Regions from separate parts of the Mus musculus genome. Here region 1 is linked to region 2. Evidence: chromatin contacts called from public HiChIP or PLAC-seq data. All regions are on one chromosome and are shown on one strand. The core of a region is the stretch at or near the end of the contact, and the rest is flanking DNA. Distances in the headings are between cores, read along the strand shown. Region 1 has its middle 20 kb from the start of Klhl12. Region 2 holds the start of Mgat4f (MGAT4 family, member F).

The links. HiChIP or PLAC-seq counts read pairs in DNA pulled down with a chosen protein or histone mark.
Region 1: a contact with region 2 is called in an H3K27ac HiChIP or PLAC-seq map of embryonic stem cells, with 13 read pairs. The contact joins the enhancer-like site here to the promoter of Mgat4f in region 2. A contact is called at or near these places in 7 of 39 promoter capture datasets (the HPC-7 cell line, Sertoli cells, epiblast stem cells and 4 more), 20 of 484 Hi-C or Micro-C datasets (the BV-2 cell line, the G1E-ER4 cell line, the HPC-5 cell line and 14 more), 5 of 115 datasets of contacts at active chromatin or transcription factors (the HPC-7 cell line, bone marrow-derived dendritic cells, embryonic stem cells and 1 more) and 3 of 9 other capture datasets (adipose tissue, liver and pancreatic islet).

What each region holds. Positions count from the first base shown.
Region 1 is chr1:134,434,143-134,437,837 of GRCm38.p6, forward strand. No RefSeq gene overlaps it. Among named protein-coding and RNA genes, the nearest start is that of Klhl12, 20 kb to the right of the region's middle. Within about 2 kb of position 1,434, at least 26 of the 459 cell types and tissues checked have an H3K27ac peak or open chromatin away from gene starts, as enhancers often do. A contact at or near this core is called in the G1E-ER4 cell line, bone marrow-derived macrophages, embryonic stem cells and 1 more, where this site is marked.
Region 2 is chr1:134,384,428-134,388,452 of GRCm38.p6, forward strand. Mgat4f (MGAT4 family, member F) reads left to right here and starts at 1,513. Exons shown (of 4, transcript NM_173771.4): 1 at 1,513-1,800; 2 at 3,448-3,578. The coding sequence starts at 1,791.

The DNA.
Region 1 (3,695 bases), core at 184-2,683, 50 kb after region 2:
TCCTTAATCCTGGGATTACAGGCATTCACCACACCCTCTAAAAATCACACCCTATCCCAGGTGTAAGTCTCCTCTTCATCTGTCATTTATAGTCTATGAAATACATTTATTTGCTATTTGTAATATTTGAAATTATCATTATTTTCAGGACAGGGTTTCTCTGTGTACTCCTGACTCTCCTGGACTCACTTTGTAGACCAGGTTGGCCTTGAACTCGCAGAGATCCAAGTGCTGGGATTACAGGCATGCACCACCATGCCCGGCTTAATATTTTAGTCTTCTGGTCAGTTGGATTCTATAACCACAACCTCATGGGGAGTAGCCAGTTCTCATCTTAGGGAACAGCCTTTCGTGTACAGATAATTATGACAAGTGATTTCATTTGCTTATTTTACTATGATCAGATACTAGTTGGGGGAAGCAAATTTCCAGTCATTACAGAAGAAATTAGAATTGTAGTTCTAAATTTTACCCAACAAAATTATCCTTTCTCCATGTACTAAATAGTAGCGACAGAGATACAAATAGGAAACCAGAGTTGTGAGAAGTCAGGATTCTATAGATTTTGTGAACATAACATTCTATTGTCAGAGAAGAAAAGGAGGCTCCAATCTACTCTTTCATCTACTTCCCATAACACAGGTATTGTTTAGTATTTTTGTTTTCAATTCTTGTTAACTGTACTATGGGACCCCTGAGGATTCATTTCATCAGAAAACATGGGCCTTTAAAGTCTTTCAGATCATGTGTTTGTCAGGGTTGGTTAGAGTCACAGAACTTATGGAAGGTCTCTATATTGAGAGATTGAGGGAATTTATTGTAATGGCTTACACTCTCTAGTCCAACTAACCCAACAATGGGCAGCTGTGGATGGGAAGTCCAAGAATCTAGTAGTTGCTCAGTCCCTCGGGTTAGTTGTTTGAGCTGCTCTTCTGTAGAAGTAGGTTCCCACAGATGTGCTGGCTAGTAGGTGCAAGCAGGTATAGAGTGAGTCTTCCTTCTCCCAATACCCTTATGTAGGCCTCCAACAGAAGGTGTAGCCCAGATTAAAGGTGTTTACCACCACCCCTGGAATCTGAGACTTGCTTTGTCCCAGGCTGACCTTGAACTCAGAGGTCTGCTTGCCTCAGTCTCCTGGAATTACTTACTAAGCTTTTCATGGCCATTGTGCCTCAAGATCTCCATGTCAAGATCCAGGTCAGAAACTTGTATCTTCCAGCCTCAAGATCTGGGTCACAGGTGAGCCCTCCACTTCTGGACTACAGTTCATTCCAGATAGAGTCAAGTTGACAACCAGGAATAGCCACCACAGGTTATAACTTGGGTTTGTTTGTTTGTTTTTTTTTTTTTTACTTTTACTTTATGTATATGAGTGAGTGCACACGTATCTGCCATGTACGTGTAGTACCTAGGGAAGCCAGAAGAGGGAGTCAGATTCCCCGAAACTGGAGTTACAGATGGTTGAGAACCAGCGGGTGGGGTGCCAGGAAGTTAGGTCCTGTGAAAGAACAGGAAGTGTTCTGACCCACTGAACTCTCTCCAGCTCCAAGTCCCACTTTTTAGACTTTCTTTGTTGGGTTTTGGTTCTGTGGGTGTTTTGTTTCTGTTTTGTTTTTGAGACAGGGTCTAACTCTGCAGCCCTGGCTGGCCTGAAATTTGCTATGTAGATCAGACTGGCCTCAAATTCATGGGGATTCATCTTCTGCCTCTCAAGTGCTGGGATCAAAGGTATGTGCTACGACTCCTTACAAATTGTCTTTCTTTTTCAATTAACACTTTATCAATATATCCTGTCTTTCAACATTTTGTTTTGTTTGTCAGTTTTTTGGGTTGTTTTGTTGTTGTTGTTGTTTTCATTTTTTTGAGTCAGGTTTCAATGTTCTGGACTTGATTTATAGACCAGGCTGGCCTCAGACTCACATAGATCCACCTGCCTCGACTCCCTGGTACTGGAACTAAATCCATGTACCGCCACACTGGACTTCTAACATAAAATTTAAAGGTATGTCCTTTAGTATTTTTAGCAAATACAGCATGTTCTGAAATAGACTATTATGCCTCCAAAGAGGGTTTTTCTTTTCTTTCTTTTTTTTTTTTTTGGCTCTAATATTGAGTCCGTTTGACTTTAAAACAACAAAAAACCCCATAATGTTACCGTTGGAAACTAGTGGTCTTGTAAGGTTTGGATAAAAATCACCTGGAATTTTAGTATATCTCTTATTAATAAGAGTGAATAGAGCAGCGTTACTGCCCAGATTGTTAATTTGTTATATTTTTACCTGCTTTATTATCAGTAAGTCACTGTTATCCACGTGGTTGGAACTGGTTATTGTGTCCCCTTTTTATTACTAGGGAGATGATTATGTATTTATTTGGTTGTAGGAATTTGAATGTAAATAGAAATACCTCCCCACACCCCATGAAGTTTTCTTTGGAAGATTTAAAAGAGGTTTGTGTTCATTTAAAAACTGGATTATTTCTGAATTATACTGAACGACAACCCTTCTATGAAGTTAGTAAACTTTTTGAATCTTTTTTCACATGGAGATTTGGTTTTAGTATATGATTTGGGGATGTCAAAGCTCTTAAATAAGAAAGATCTTAACAGTGTGCTGTGGGAGAATGAAAAACGTGTAAAGCTGTCGAGTCCCCAGCTTGCCTGCTACCTATGTGGATGTGTTCCCCAGGAGAATCAGCCCACGTGGGAAGTGAGAAATAAGACTCATGTGCTTAAGTCCTGATGTTCTGCAGCACCTGAGGAGTTAACTACTTGTAGGACCCTTCTTATCCAGGCTGGCCTGGTCTTTGTTCATTCGCTGTGTTGTCTTTCCCAACAGAGTCATCTGATCTTAGCTGTGGCTCACTTAGTCCCTGTCCTCTGAAAGCTCACCATGAAAATTTTCTATAACCAAGTCTTTTCTTTGGTTGGTTGGTTTTTTTTGAGACAGGGTTTCTCTGTATAGCCCTGGCTGTCCTGGAACTCACTTTGTAGACCAGGCTGGCCTCGAACTCAGAAATCCACCTGCCTCTGCCTCCCGAGTGCTGGGATTAAAGGCATGCACCACGATGCCCAGCTCTCTATAACCAAGTCTTAACTTATTAATTACCATACTAAACATCCCTTATAATGTGTGATGTCTTCCTTTAGGAGAGATGGCTTATGTAGGTAGCTCTTGGCTTGGTCCGTTTCATAAGAGTCCCTTTATAAAGAAGTATGTCATGGTTTCCAATGGGGGTAAAACTTAGAAAAACAAATGAGAATGTTTTTAGCTAAAGAAGCCAAACACTAGGGCCTGGAGAGATGGCTCAGCAGTTAAGAGCACTGGCTGCTCTTCCAAAGGGCAACGGTTCAGTTCCCAGCAACCACATGATACCTCATACCTGTCTATACTTCCAGTTTGAGGGGATTATCACCCTCAGACATACATGCAGGCAGAACACCAATATATAAAATAGATAAACTATTACAATAAAGCTCTGAGCTTTGGTCACTTCTGACAGTTAATTTTGTTGGTGCCACATGTCCATTTAATCCATCCCAGGTATAAGCACAATGAATACATTTACTTATTGAGTAGGATTGGCCCAAGTGGCAAAATCCCCTTTTAAGATTTATTTTTAAGCTAGGTGTGTTGATGGTGCAACAACTTTAATCCCAGTGCTAGTGAGGCAGGGGCAGGTGGTTCATTTGAGTC
Region 2 (4,025 bases), core at 263-2,762:
AGTGGTACTGGAAGAATGGGATATCAGTTGTTTAAAAAAAACAAACAAACAAAAAAGAACTTCGGCACCTACTTCATTCCATACATATAAAGTATTTTGAGATGAATTATAAGACTGAAGGTAAAAATGATTCTTTTGAGGAAGACCAGGAGGAGAAGAGGAAGAGGATGAGGTAGAAGAAAAGGAAAAGGAGGAAGAGAAGAGGAGGATGAAGTAGAAGAGGACGCCGGGAAGAGGAGGAGGATAAGGAGTGTCTTAGCTACTTCTCTATTGTAGTCTCCCATAAGCCTGAAGCAGGCTAAGCCAGAACTTGACCTTGCAGCCACTAAGGTGATTATCTAGGGTGGAGCCTTCCTCCCTGGATCACTCTATTGTTCTGCTGCTGCTGCTGTTCCTCTTCAAGATACTGCTACCAGCTGAGAGCCCCCCCCCCCCAGCTATTCTGGAAACTACGCCCTATCCTGCACATCATCACCTGCAGCTGGTTCCAGGCTCCAAGAATGAATTGGTGGGGATGGACTTTCCCCCCTCTTTTATAAAGCATGTCCGCCATTAAAAATTTGAACCTTGAACAGACTAGCATGTCTTGGTTCCATTATTTCCCAACCCGCCTAGGCTCCCTCTTTTCTTCCAGATTCCAAGATGCCTTCCAGGCTCGAACCCGGACATGTGAACCACTGGCCGGCACCAACACTCTATTGCTGTCATAAGACACCATGACCAAGGCAACTGATAGAAGAAAGACTTTGTTGGCCTACCACTGAAATGGCTTATCATTTTAGAGGGTTAGAGTCCATGACCATCATGGTAGGGAGCATGGCAACAGGTTTCCAGGCATGGCACCAGAGCAGTAGCTGTGTGCTCACATCTTGAGACACAGCCACAAAGCAGAGACAGTGAGGATGGCACCAGTGTTTTGAAACCTCAAAGCCCACCCCCCAGTGACACACCTCCTCCATCAAGGCCACACCCCCTGATCCTTCCCAAACAGTTCCACCAACAGGGGACTAAGTACTTGAACACAAACCTATAGAGGACATTTTCATTCAGATTCCCAACAGGGAGAAGGAACAATGCTACTGGAAATACAATCTCAGTAGTGATAAAGAACAGATTAAAAAGGGGGGGGGGAGGTGGGGGGGGACTTCAGAAGGCCACTGGACACTTCTAAGCACAAAAAACAACTGGATATTTGAGAACAATTTTGTGGTGATCTCCCAGGCTGCACAGAGCAGCAACTGAAGACACAGATGGCAGTGAATAGCCCATGCGCCCTTTGATAAAAAAGGGACAACTCAGAATTCATACTTGTTGACTCAAACTAGCAGGCAATACTCAAATTTCAAGTAGCAAGACTGAAGGCTGGTTTTGAAACTATGTTTCCTCCTCACCTCATCAAGGAGGTGTTTGATGTAAGGCTGGTTGACACATGGTCCCCATTCAAGCTGAACAATGGTTGTCAGGTGGGGCTTCCTGGGAGGGGTGACTAGCCTTAGCAGCTTCAGAGAAGCCACTCTGGGACTGCATCCCTCAACATTAAGTTGTTTTCTTCTTGTTTTCAGAGAAAATCCTTATTCCAGTTAAGCTTCAAGCAGCATTTTCTACTAGCCAGAAAGACTTCTATGGAAATTGCACTCAAAACATAATGATGATGTGGTCCTGTTTAGGAATTTCTGGTTTCTTTCAGGTTTCTATGGATCCTAGCAGTTCACAATGAAGAAAGCACGCCAAGTCCTTCTGTATTTATTCAAAACCTTGTCTATCTACCTAACAAAATCCCAGAAAGGAAAATGCCCAAAAGTAAGTATGGGTTTGAGAGATGAGATCTAATTCATGTATCACTAACCCCCTACCAGAAGATGTTGGTTTGAATTTAATACTTAACCCTAAATTTCCTCTTCATTAAAAACAAATTATTATGGGAACTAGACAGGCTTAGTGGTTAGGAGAGCTGGCTGTTCTTCCAAGGGACCCAGGTTTCATTCCCAGCACCCACCCAGTGGCTCACAATATGTATATATGGTCTATAACTACAGTTCCAGAGGATTCAACACCCTCTTCTGGCCTCTGCATGCACCAGACACATATGTAGTCCACAGACTTACATGCAGGTAAAATACCTATACATATATATAAAAGAAGTATCTATCACAACCTGCCAGTGGCCTTTGCCAAGGAATTGAAGTTGAATTGGAGAGTCAGCAGAACTAGTGTTGTAGTAATAATTATTTAAATCCTGCCCTGAGGTTTCTACCCAGCCTTGGCTATTTAAGTTCCCAGACAAAAGACATACGCAACCTTTTTATTTATAATTAGCCTTAAACAGCACAATAGCTGGGTGAATACCTACCCTCCATGCTATTAGAATCTACTTTCCTATCGATAACCCCGAATCATTACTTACTATGTTCCATCTGGGCTGTTCTTAACTTCAGTTGGCCAGCCCTCAGGGTCTTGTTCTTATGGCTCACATAACCCATGGTGGCTTCTTCCTCCACCTGCACTCTCTTCCCTCATGGTCCTCCTCAGACTCCAAGCCCAAAACCCTAAACTCTACCTATGTCTCTTCTGCCCAGCTATTGACTGTTGGCATCTTTATTTACCAATCAGAAATAACTTGGGGGCAGGGTCACTCAGCATCTTACGTGAAGACTCTCTCTAGGGGCAGCCAGTCTTGGGGACCCCAAATTAGTAGTAGAATAAGCAGCACTAGGCTACCCACTACAGTAGAGGACTCTAAGCTAGTGCCTTTCCTGGCATTCTGTGAAACTTTTATTTCAAATAGCTCACAGAGAAACAAAGACAAACATACTGAGTGTTTCTCATTGCTATCACAGATATGCTCAGGATCCAGAATGCCTCATAGGAAATTGGGATTTACAAAATGTCTTGGGCACAATAAGCTGCATTGCTGAGGAGGGAGGGAACATCTTACTCAGGGCATTCCTCCCAGGGGAGTAAACAAAGATCTTTGGGAACAGAATTCACATCGCAGGATAGTGTAGGGAAGTCTGTCATGTTACATGTCACCCAGATTTGTTTAAGTCTGTGTATAGACATATATGGCCACATGCACAGAATGGAATTGGTTCTCTCCTTCCACCATACAGGTCCCAGGGATGGGGCTGGTAGCAAGAGCTATTACCTACTGTGTCATCTCTACAGCCTCCATATTGTCTTCTTGGCAACATATCCCTTCCAGTTCACCTGGGAGCATACAGAAAGCAGGAGCGTCACAGAGTCAAGCCCTTGTTGGTTGTCTTTCCTGAGATGGCTACAAGCAGGGGCAGGAGAAAAATTGGGAGGAAAAGGTTAAGACAATAATCAGGCATTGGGAAAGCTCAGTCCAGGAAGGGTGGGCTCGGGATGTGGCATGCCAGCCGGAAGAGCACCCCTGCTCTCTGAGGAGGCCCTCAGGATCTGCTGCTGCTCGCGTTCCTTCCACAGCTGCTCCTGGTGCCATGCGAGGCTGCCTGTGGATGTGCGTCCGAGTCCTGGCATCCCTAGTCATCCTGGGGTTCTTTCTTCAAGACAATATCGCAGCAGCACATGTAAAGCAGCAACATAACACATTGCTGGTAAGGACCAGGGATAGAGGCTTCTCCACCCATCACAGGAAAGGGGTCGTCCCACTTGTGTGAAAGCCTCTAGGCTCCTCACGTGAACCCTAAAGGAGAGCAGCTGAGGAATCCAGTCAGTGTCAGAGAAGACGTTACCTTTAAGTTGGCTTGAGAGAAATGGGATTTGGGGAGGGCAGGAAGAGGAGCAGGAGGTCCAGGCCTAGAGAGGGGGTGAAACACAGCTACCTATAGAGGAGGTGCTGACCAGCAGGACACAAGCTACCTCTTCACTGCACCTACAAATGATATTCCTGCCCTTTCTCAGATGAGAAACCAGAAGTAACATTCCCCAGTGTGGGGAAGAGTAAAGGCAGGGCCAGGTTCTGTCTTTCGGAACCCAGCAGAGGCCTGAGCCCAGTTAGACCACATTTGCTAGCTTGGCCATGCCAGGTGGGTAGTGGCTTG